Linked DNA regions of Sus scrofa: region 1 is linked to region 2. A link is a contact called in public Hi-C data. All regions are on one chromosome and are shown on one strand. Each heading gives the region's core, a stretch centred on a gene start, on an enhancer-like site or on the middle of the called end of the contact. The rest is flanking DNA. Distances are from core to core; before and after follow the strand shown.

Evidence for each region. A called contact is a pair of places that touch in the nucleus more often than the background predicts.
Region 1: a Hi-C map of skeletal muscle shows a contact between it and region 2, with 4 times the contacts expected there. The contact joins two enhancer-like sites. A contact is called at or near these places in 2 of 47 Hi-C or Micro-C datasets (both in skeletal muscle) and 1 of 2 datasets of contacts at active chromatin or transcription factors (skeletal muscle).

The regions. Positions count from the first base shown.
Region 1 is chr2:90,349,845-90,353,504 of Sscrofa11.1, reverse strand. It overlaps LOC110259415 (a long non-coding RNA gene), which reads right to left. Exons shown (of 3, transcript XR_002341792.1): 3 at 1,952-2,559. Among named protein-coding and RNA genes, the nearest start is that of ATG10, 85 kb to the left of the region's middle. Within about 2 kb of position 1,669, at least 71 of the 83 cell types and tissues checked have an H3K27ac peak or open chromatin away from gene starts, as enhancers often do. A contact at or near this core is called in skeletal muscle, where this site is marked.
Region 2 is chr2:89,790,240-89,794,042 of Sscrofa11.1, reverse strand. RASGRF2 (ras-specific guanine nucleotide-releasing factor 2) reads right to left here. Exons shown (of 27, transcript XM_021084499.1): 27 at 1-3,803. Among named protein-coding and RNA genes, the nearest start is that of CKMT2, 22 kb to the left of the region's middle. Within about 2 kb of position 2,487, at least 4 of the 83 cell types and tissues checked have an H3K27ac peak or open chromatin away from gene starts, as enhancers often do. A contact at or near this core is called in skeletal muscle, where this site is marked.

The DNA.
Region 1 (3,660 bases), core at 420-2,919, 560 kb before region 2:
AAACTGCAAACTGAAAATTATCCTTGTGCAACTAGGAAATTGTGGACAGAAATGCAAAATAGTTTTATTTGTATATAAGCCCAGCCATAGAAACCATACAAAACCTTGCTCTGCAAAAGTCCACCAGCCTTTGTAAATCAGGCTTTTTACACCATGACAGATTAACAACCAGGGCAAAAAATTCATGCACGTGGAGTTGGAAATGGAATCCTCCACATGTCCTTCTTGATTCATGTCCACACTGAGGTACAATAATGTTGAGTAGTATTTTGTGGGTTATAAGAAAATAAATAAATAAAAATGAAAGTACCACCCAAAGAAAAGAAGTCTGAATAATTCAGGGAGATTTTTGAGGCATGGCCAACAGGAAAATTCACTGTAGAGAATGACTAAACTTTCAGGAAAGCACACTTCTTTGTGTGTTTTTATTTATTTATTTATTTATTTATTTATTTATTTTTAGGACTGCCTGCTCTAAACTATATTTGAATCCGTTTGATTTGCATTTGTCAAAAGTAACTTACAGTGCCAGAGAAACACCTCAGTTACATTTTCTTTAGATTTTATTTTTAGCTTTGTGTTTTATTTTGTGTTTAAGATAGGCTAGCCCCTTGGGACTAGCACAATTTTCCTGTTTATGGTAGTTTGAAAAATAGGAGAAAGTGTCTTGCTTTTTGTTACCAAAGATTCATGACTGTAGTTATAATTTTTCTAAAAACAGTTAATAACAGCCTACCAACAAGAAGAGTAAATCCTGTACCTGGCTCCCTAAAAGGATTAAATCAGCCTCCCCACCATAACATAGTGGGATAATGGGCAATATTCTCTGCAGAGATAGTTATTTACTCTATAACTTATTTTTGAAGAATATAGAAAAAAAATTTGCTGCATCCACAAGTGGATTTCCAGTCCAAGAGAGATTTGGGGCTGCCCATTTTAGGGACACTGAACCCTTTCAGCTGCCCAAATCTGACCAGACATTACACAGGGGATACTTGCAACCCTCTCTCTCTGATCTCCAGGGTCTGAATGCAGTAAGTGGCCTCCCAAACAAGAGAGAAAAGTTAGTATCAGCGTCTGAGTTCCAACTCCTCCACAAAAACCTGTGGCCCTCAAATGCCACCAAATCCTGAATGCCTACGTCACAACTCAGCAAGTCAGGCCTTGTCCTCTCCAGTTTGAGAAGGATTAAAGGTGCCCAGATAAAACTACGGAATGGAAAGGGTTAATCAGAATCCTCCTCTTCCTCCTCCTCCCTCCGCCCTCCTCCCCCGCCCCCCCGCAGAGCCAGAGTATCTCAGCAGGGAAGCGACTGGAAACCACAAACACCCAAGCTGGGTAGCAGCAACTCTGAACCTGCAGACTTGGCTCAGGGAAAGGAGTCGGTTTAGACGAAATGGTTTTATCAAGGTATCTGAACAGACTCATCAGAGACAGAAAAGGTGGTGCGCCCCTGCCCTCATATCGCAGGAATTTCTTTTATGTTGCAGTCGAAGCCTCCAAATACATTTTATGACCCTAATGCCCTTTATTCCGATAGCCCCCGAGAGGTGTTTGTAGAACTGTCCAGCAGGAGTTCACAACGCAGAGGGAGTGTAGACAGCCCCCGCCCCCCTCCCGCCGTTAAGTGCCCAGCCACGGCGTCCAAGTAATCTTTGCTGAGGGGTGGGCCCGCAAAGAAACAACCTTCGCCCCGGTCCGTGCATCCTCCAACCCAGCGGTGGGCAAGAGGCTGCAGGACAAATTCGCTGACCCTGGCCCGGGCTCCCAGCCCCCTTCCCCTAACACCAACATCCCCCACGCCCTCCTCGGTCCCTTCCCCGCTTCCCATCCGGGGGCTGTCCCTTATCTTCCCCAGAAACCTACCGGCGCTCTGAGCGCCCACCAGCAAATTCCTAACAGCCCCAGCCTTCCAGGAAAGCAAAAGCAAAAAAAAAAAAAAAAAAAAAAGACCATGACATCACGGGCAGGTTTATTTGGGTTTGTTTGTTTGCTTGTTGGCTCGATTAAATACTCGTGGAAGGTGAACGTACCCCACACAGGAGAAGTTTGATGTTGACAAACTTCTGGTGGCAGCGAGACTGTGTCAGCACAACTTCCGGGATAATGAGAGCTGCTTTGCAGGGAGCGCGGCAGCGGCGGCGGGAGGCGGCCACAGGACGGAACAGCAAATGCTATTCAGCCCGAGCAGTTTCAAGCCGCCCGAGCTGGGGAATTACTGTAGTCGAGCTACGGCTCTTACCACCGGCGCTGGATCTGGGCGCGCGTTAGGGGGGGAAGCTGCAGGCACAGGGCGCCGAGAGGGGAGCTTTCAAGTTACTTTGCTCCATCTCTGCACCCGGCAGAGGCAGGCAGGCTGCGTGGTAACTGCCAACATCTTGTTCCCAGCTCCTTTGGGCGGTCGCCCTGGAACCAACCAACTTTTCTCTCCCCCAAAACTCCCTCTTTGTTTCAAATAGGACTCTCCAAAATTTATTCTTGGGAAGACTGACAGCCGGGGTCAAGAAACAGCTGTTGAAGTTAATGTTTCTTCCTCCCACTTCGTCTGATGGTTGTGCCCTGCCAAGACAAAGTGAGAGGCACTGCCTAGTGGCTTCTTTAAACAGACAAGCATTTAGCCAAAAAAAAAAAAAAAAGTGGGGGAAAGAGGGGGGGATATTTTCCTGCTTAACATACAATCTGATCAGAAATGCAACAGCATGTGCCTTTCAACTTGTGCTGATTACTCGCTGAAAAGATGCTGCATCTTTTAGTTTTGAACACTTTGAGCATTGGGGGCAGGGATGGCAGGAGAGGTGGTTGACACTTTTCAAATTTTAGTAAAGGGGCAAAAATTTTAAACCTTCCTCTGACCCACCTGTCCCCCTCTAAGAATGGTAGAATGGCCTTGGGGAGTGGGAAAAAAAGAGTTGCATTCCTTTGCAAGGTTTGATTCACATTTCAAATTCCATGTCATTATGCAGAATAAGGGCTTTCCTAGACCTAGGCAAATTGTTTTTATTTGGAGACCTAGGCCAACCGGAACCTTGCTGCCAGCTCCTGGTAGCTCTGGGTGGTTTTCTCCAGATTAAGCCTGTCTCCTCTCCAGTTCCCCAAACCAACTCCTTTGCCCTGAGGGCATACTCAGGGGAAAGCTACCTTGTTTTTTCTGCTTTCTTGGGGTGCAGGTTGGTTTTAGCACAGCCCTTCCTCTGCTGACTGTGCTTTTTAGGGTGCCCTGTTGTCTGCCTGAGTCTCCATCCCCTGACTGAGCCCTCTGCCAGTGGCCAGTCTCTGCAGTGGGAGTGGGCAGTTGGGAACTCTGTTCCTTCCTTCCACATCAGAGAGCTTAAGCACTCTTCCACCTGACCTCTTCTCCTTTGGGAACGCTCTGCTCACTTGGCCTCTTTCAGGCACAGTCATATGAAGACATAAAAGGCCTTCCCACTCCACCACCAGGTTATCCTGTCACCACATCGCAATGCAGTGCCATCACAAAGTGATATTGCATCAGACCCAAGGATATTTTAGGAAGCGCTCAAGCTGGGTCCAACCAACCTTCTGCGCAGGCATCGGGGGCCACACTGCCAAAATGAGGGCTGCAGAGCTGCTGGACAGGTGGCAGTGATGCTCTCTCTATTCTCAGCTCCATTAACCACTTGTTCCCTGACTCCAGCCGCC
Region 2 (3,803 bases), core at 1,238-3,737:
AGTTAGGCCACAGAACAAACCCTTCTGTCGGAGTCACAAATGTCAGCAGATTTGCAAACTGGACACAAACAATATACTTCTCAAAGTAACACATGGATGCGTCCATCACACACACAAATAACAAAGAAATACACTTAGATCCTCTGCACAAGAGAGACGAGGATGGTAATCAAGTTACCTCACACGTGGACAGCACTTTACAGTTTTCCTCATGACAGCCCTGTGAGGTAGGCAGCATAGGAATTACCATTAGCCCCATTTCACAGATAAGCAAACTGAGGAGCAGAGAGGTTTCAGCACTGGCCTAAGGTTCCCCAGCTTTAGATACAGACCTGGGCCTAGGACTCAGGGCTAGGATCCCTAGCCCAGCACGCTTTCATAACTGTCTCTCCAGAGAAAAAATAATGATAGTGTAAAAGACAGTGGTTCAACATCATTTAGTAGAACTATTAGTTTTCTTGAGCAAATGAGATCAAGTACAATCAAATCCACCCTAATGTTAACATGATGTGGTGTGGCAGCCAAGATGAATACTTTTCTGAATCATTCATGTGTTTATACCTACAACAAAATGGTTGTTTTCTCCTTTAGCTCTGCCCTGCTTTAATTTTAAACCACTGGCAGACACAGAGAAATGACACTGATTAGGTTTCATTGACTCAAGTCTTATTACCGGGATTCACATAGTGGTGTCTGTAATCAAGTCATTATTTAAACTTACAATCTGTTGTCTTACTGAAATGAAAATGAATCTTTATTTATTCCTTCTGGCTGTGGACATTAGCCTAGCTCTATTCTTTAGCCATAAATAATATGTTATCTTTTATAGCATTTCAATAGCAGTAAAAATAAGAAATTTTACAGGCTGGTTTTAAAAAAATCTTATATTTTGAAGTGAAGGGAAAGGATCACCCCTTCAAGGGGGATTAAAATCAAACTTTGAAGAGCTAAATAGCGAGTTCCCATTGTGGCTTAGCAGGTTACGAACCCGACTACTATCCATGAGGATGTGGGTTCAATCTCTGGCCTCCCTCAGTGGTTTAAGGATCCGGCATTGCTGTGAGCTATGGTGTAGGTTGTAGTCGAAGCTCGGATCTGGCATTGCTGTGGCTGTGGCACAGGCAACAGCTCCAATTTGACCCCTAGCCTGGGAACTTCCAGGTGCCCTTAAAAAAAGAGAGAGAGAGAGAGCGAGAGCTAAATAAAATCCTTTCTTGTAAAATAAAAGTTAATATTGGGAAAAATCCCTCTGTTGCATTACTCTTTTTAGTTAAGAATTTACAAATGGCTCAATCATTCTCGACCCAAGGTCTTATCTTGTATAACATCCTGAAAAAAGAAGATGTGTGAGTCCATTATCGCACGCATTCAAGGGGGAACATAACAGATTTTTCTCTTCTAAGTTATTCAGTATCTCCAAGTTTCATTTTTTTTTCTTTATTAAACTTAAGGCTTGGGTACATCAAATAAAATCAATTTCTGGGGGAAATTCTTTTTTTGTCTTTTTGCCATTTTTGGGGCCGCTCCCTCAGCACATAGAGGTTCCCAGGCTAGGAGTCTAATCAGAGCTGTAGCCACTGGCCTACGCCATAGCCACAACAACGCGGGATCTGAGCCGCATCTGTGACCAACACCACAGCTCATGGCAATGCCGGATCCTTAGCCCACTGAGCAAGGGCAGGGATCGAACCCGCAACCCCATGGTTCCTAGTCGGACTCGTTAACCACTGAGCCATGACAGGAACTCCAGAAATTCATTTGTTTTTAAGTAGTACTTTAAGATGCACTGAAATTAACAAACAGAAATAGGGGCTTGGTGTGGGCACCAGTTGAAAATATTGCAACAAGAGTTTAAAATTCCCTCTTTAAACTCAAACACTAAGGAAAAGTGACAACATTTTACTTCATGCCTGAATCTGTCACACAATATATTGACTTAAGTGAGAGATTTGTCCCTGTAGCAAAACTGGATGTCTTAGTTAATAACCAAAGGCATCCCCTAAAATCCCCAAGATAATTTCATTGACAGTACAAAACATGGGTATTCATCTGAAAGCATGAAATTGGATTTTGCTTCTGATTTTCTAGGTTAATTTTGCAATAATACGTGTTCCCTACTTGGCTGTTAGAGGCTGACCTCCCATCTATTCATAGAAATGGGTCTCATATGATGGGATAGAAGCAGACACAGCCAAGAGTGCGTGCTCTGACAATCACTCAAAGCTTACAGGGCAGAAGAGGATGGGTGCTTTAAACAATGGAAAGAAATCACAAATTGCTCTTGGGGATTTTAAATGTCACCAAATTGAGCTTTTTAAAAAACATTTTCCTCTTCCAGCTAACCCAGAAATGGTGCAGGTCAGCAAAAGCAACGCCCTTGGAGGTGGAGTTCTCTCGAGGCACAGCTCCAGCAATGCTTTAGACTCTCAGAAGGAGTGTGTTAGCGTCAATAAAATGCTAAAGGGTCAGCACAGACAACGGACAGTGCCCACAGTTGACCACTGGGGGGCGCGGCCAACATTCTGCAGGAAATAGACTTGCCGGCTTTGTCACTAGCAGAGGGGAAAAAAGGCCTACGCCAAAAAGGGAGAAGCATTTGGAAATCCCTCTAGTTCCTATTTTTCTTTAATAAGAATGGTTGCAGTGCCTTTGGAAAATCTGGGTCAGAGAGTTAAGGGTCCAGACTTCCAGGCACAGTGCCGACAGAACCACACCCTCCCTTCTGGAAGACTTTGGGGGACTCTAAGGGCAGAGTTGGATGCATCAACTTTTCCACCTGTTGTTCAGCCTGAAACTACCGTGTGTGTGGTCCTTTCACTGATTCGTCCTGGTTTTGTTCACCTTCCAAATGATGTTTTTCAGCCAAGAAAGTTAACCTTTACTTTCTTATTCTTCTGCAAGACTTTGAGGTGCTTGGTGCGACTGACATACATTAGTACAAACTCTTCGGTTTCTGAACACTGAGAAATAAATTGTAAGTTATGCATTATTAGGACCCAAACAACCCATGCTTCTTATCATGCATCAGGATGCATCAACCTCTTACTTGAGACTAGAGAGGAAAAAAACAAGCAACTTCTTTAAAAAAAAAAAAAAAAAAGAAAGAAAACATCCATTAAGTCACCCTCTGTGGGTTTAGTGCTACACTGTTGGCTAATATGAGCTATTGAAAATATTTTTGGAGTGGTTCGCAAATAGTATAAATATCTTCTATTACTTCATATCTCACTTTATAGTTATATACAGAGATGGCCCTTACCATGCAGGAAAAATGTACATTCTCCACCTCTATGGGACATTATCAATGCCACTGGGTCTTAGGAGCCAGCAAATTGAATTTATTAGTCAGTTGTTAGCTCTAACAACATAATTAAAGTGCAAAGAAAGATGGAAAACAGCCAAACAGATCAATTTTTTTCACTGTCAGCATCCATACACCTCATGCCTCGTAGGGATAATGCCAGGTGCAATAGGCTCAGGTAATAATAACTGTATTTTTTTTTTCTTTTCCTTCTTTTAAAGCAGAGGTCTCCCTGAGAAGAGAAGAGGGAGGTAAACATGAGAGAGCCCTATTTCTTCAACAACCTACAAACCCTGGGGAAAGCAAGATTACTTTCCCAGCCTAAGGGAGGAGGACCAACCCTTGCATTTGGCTTTCTGATGTAAGAGCTGTTGAGAGGTTGGGCCCATTTCCCATATACTTAGAACATTTTCACTCAGAAATGCCTCAAAATCTAAAAACAAAGATGACTGGGGGAAAACTGTCTTCCAATAGCACACGGAATGGGGGGGCGGTTATAAAA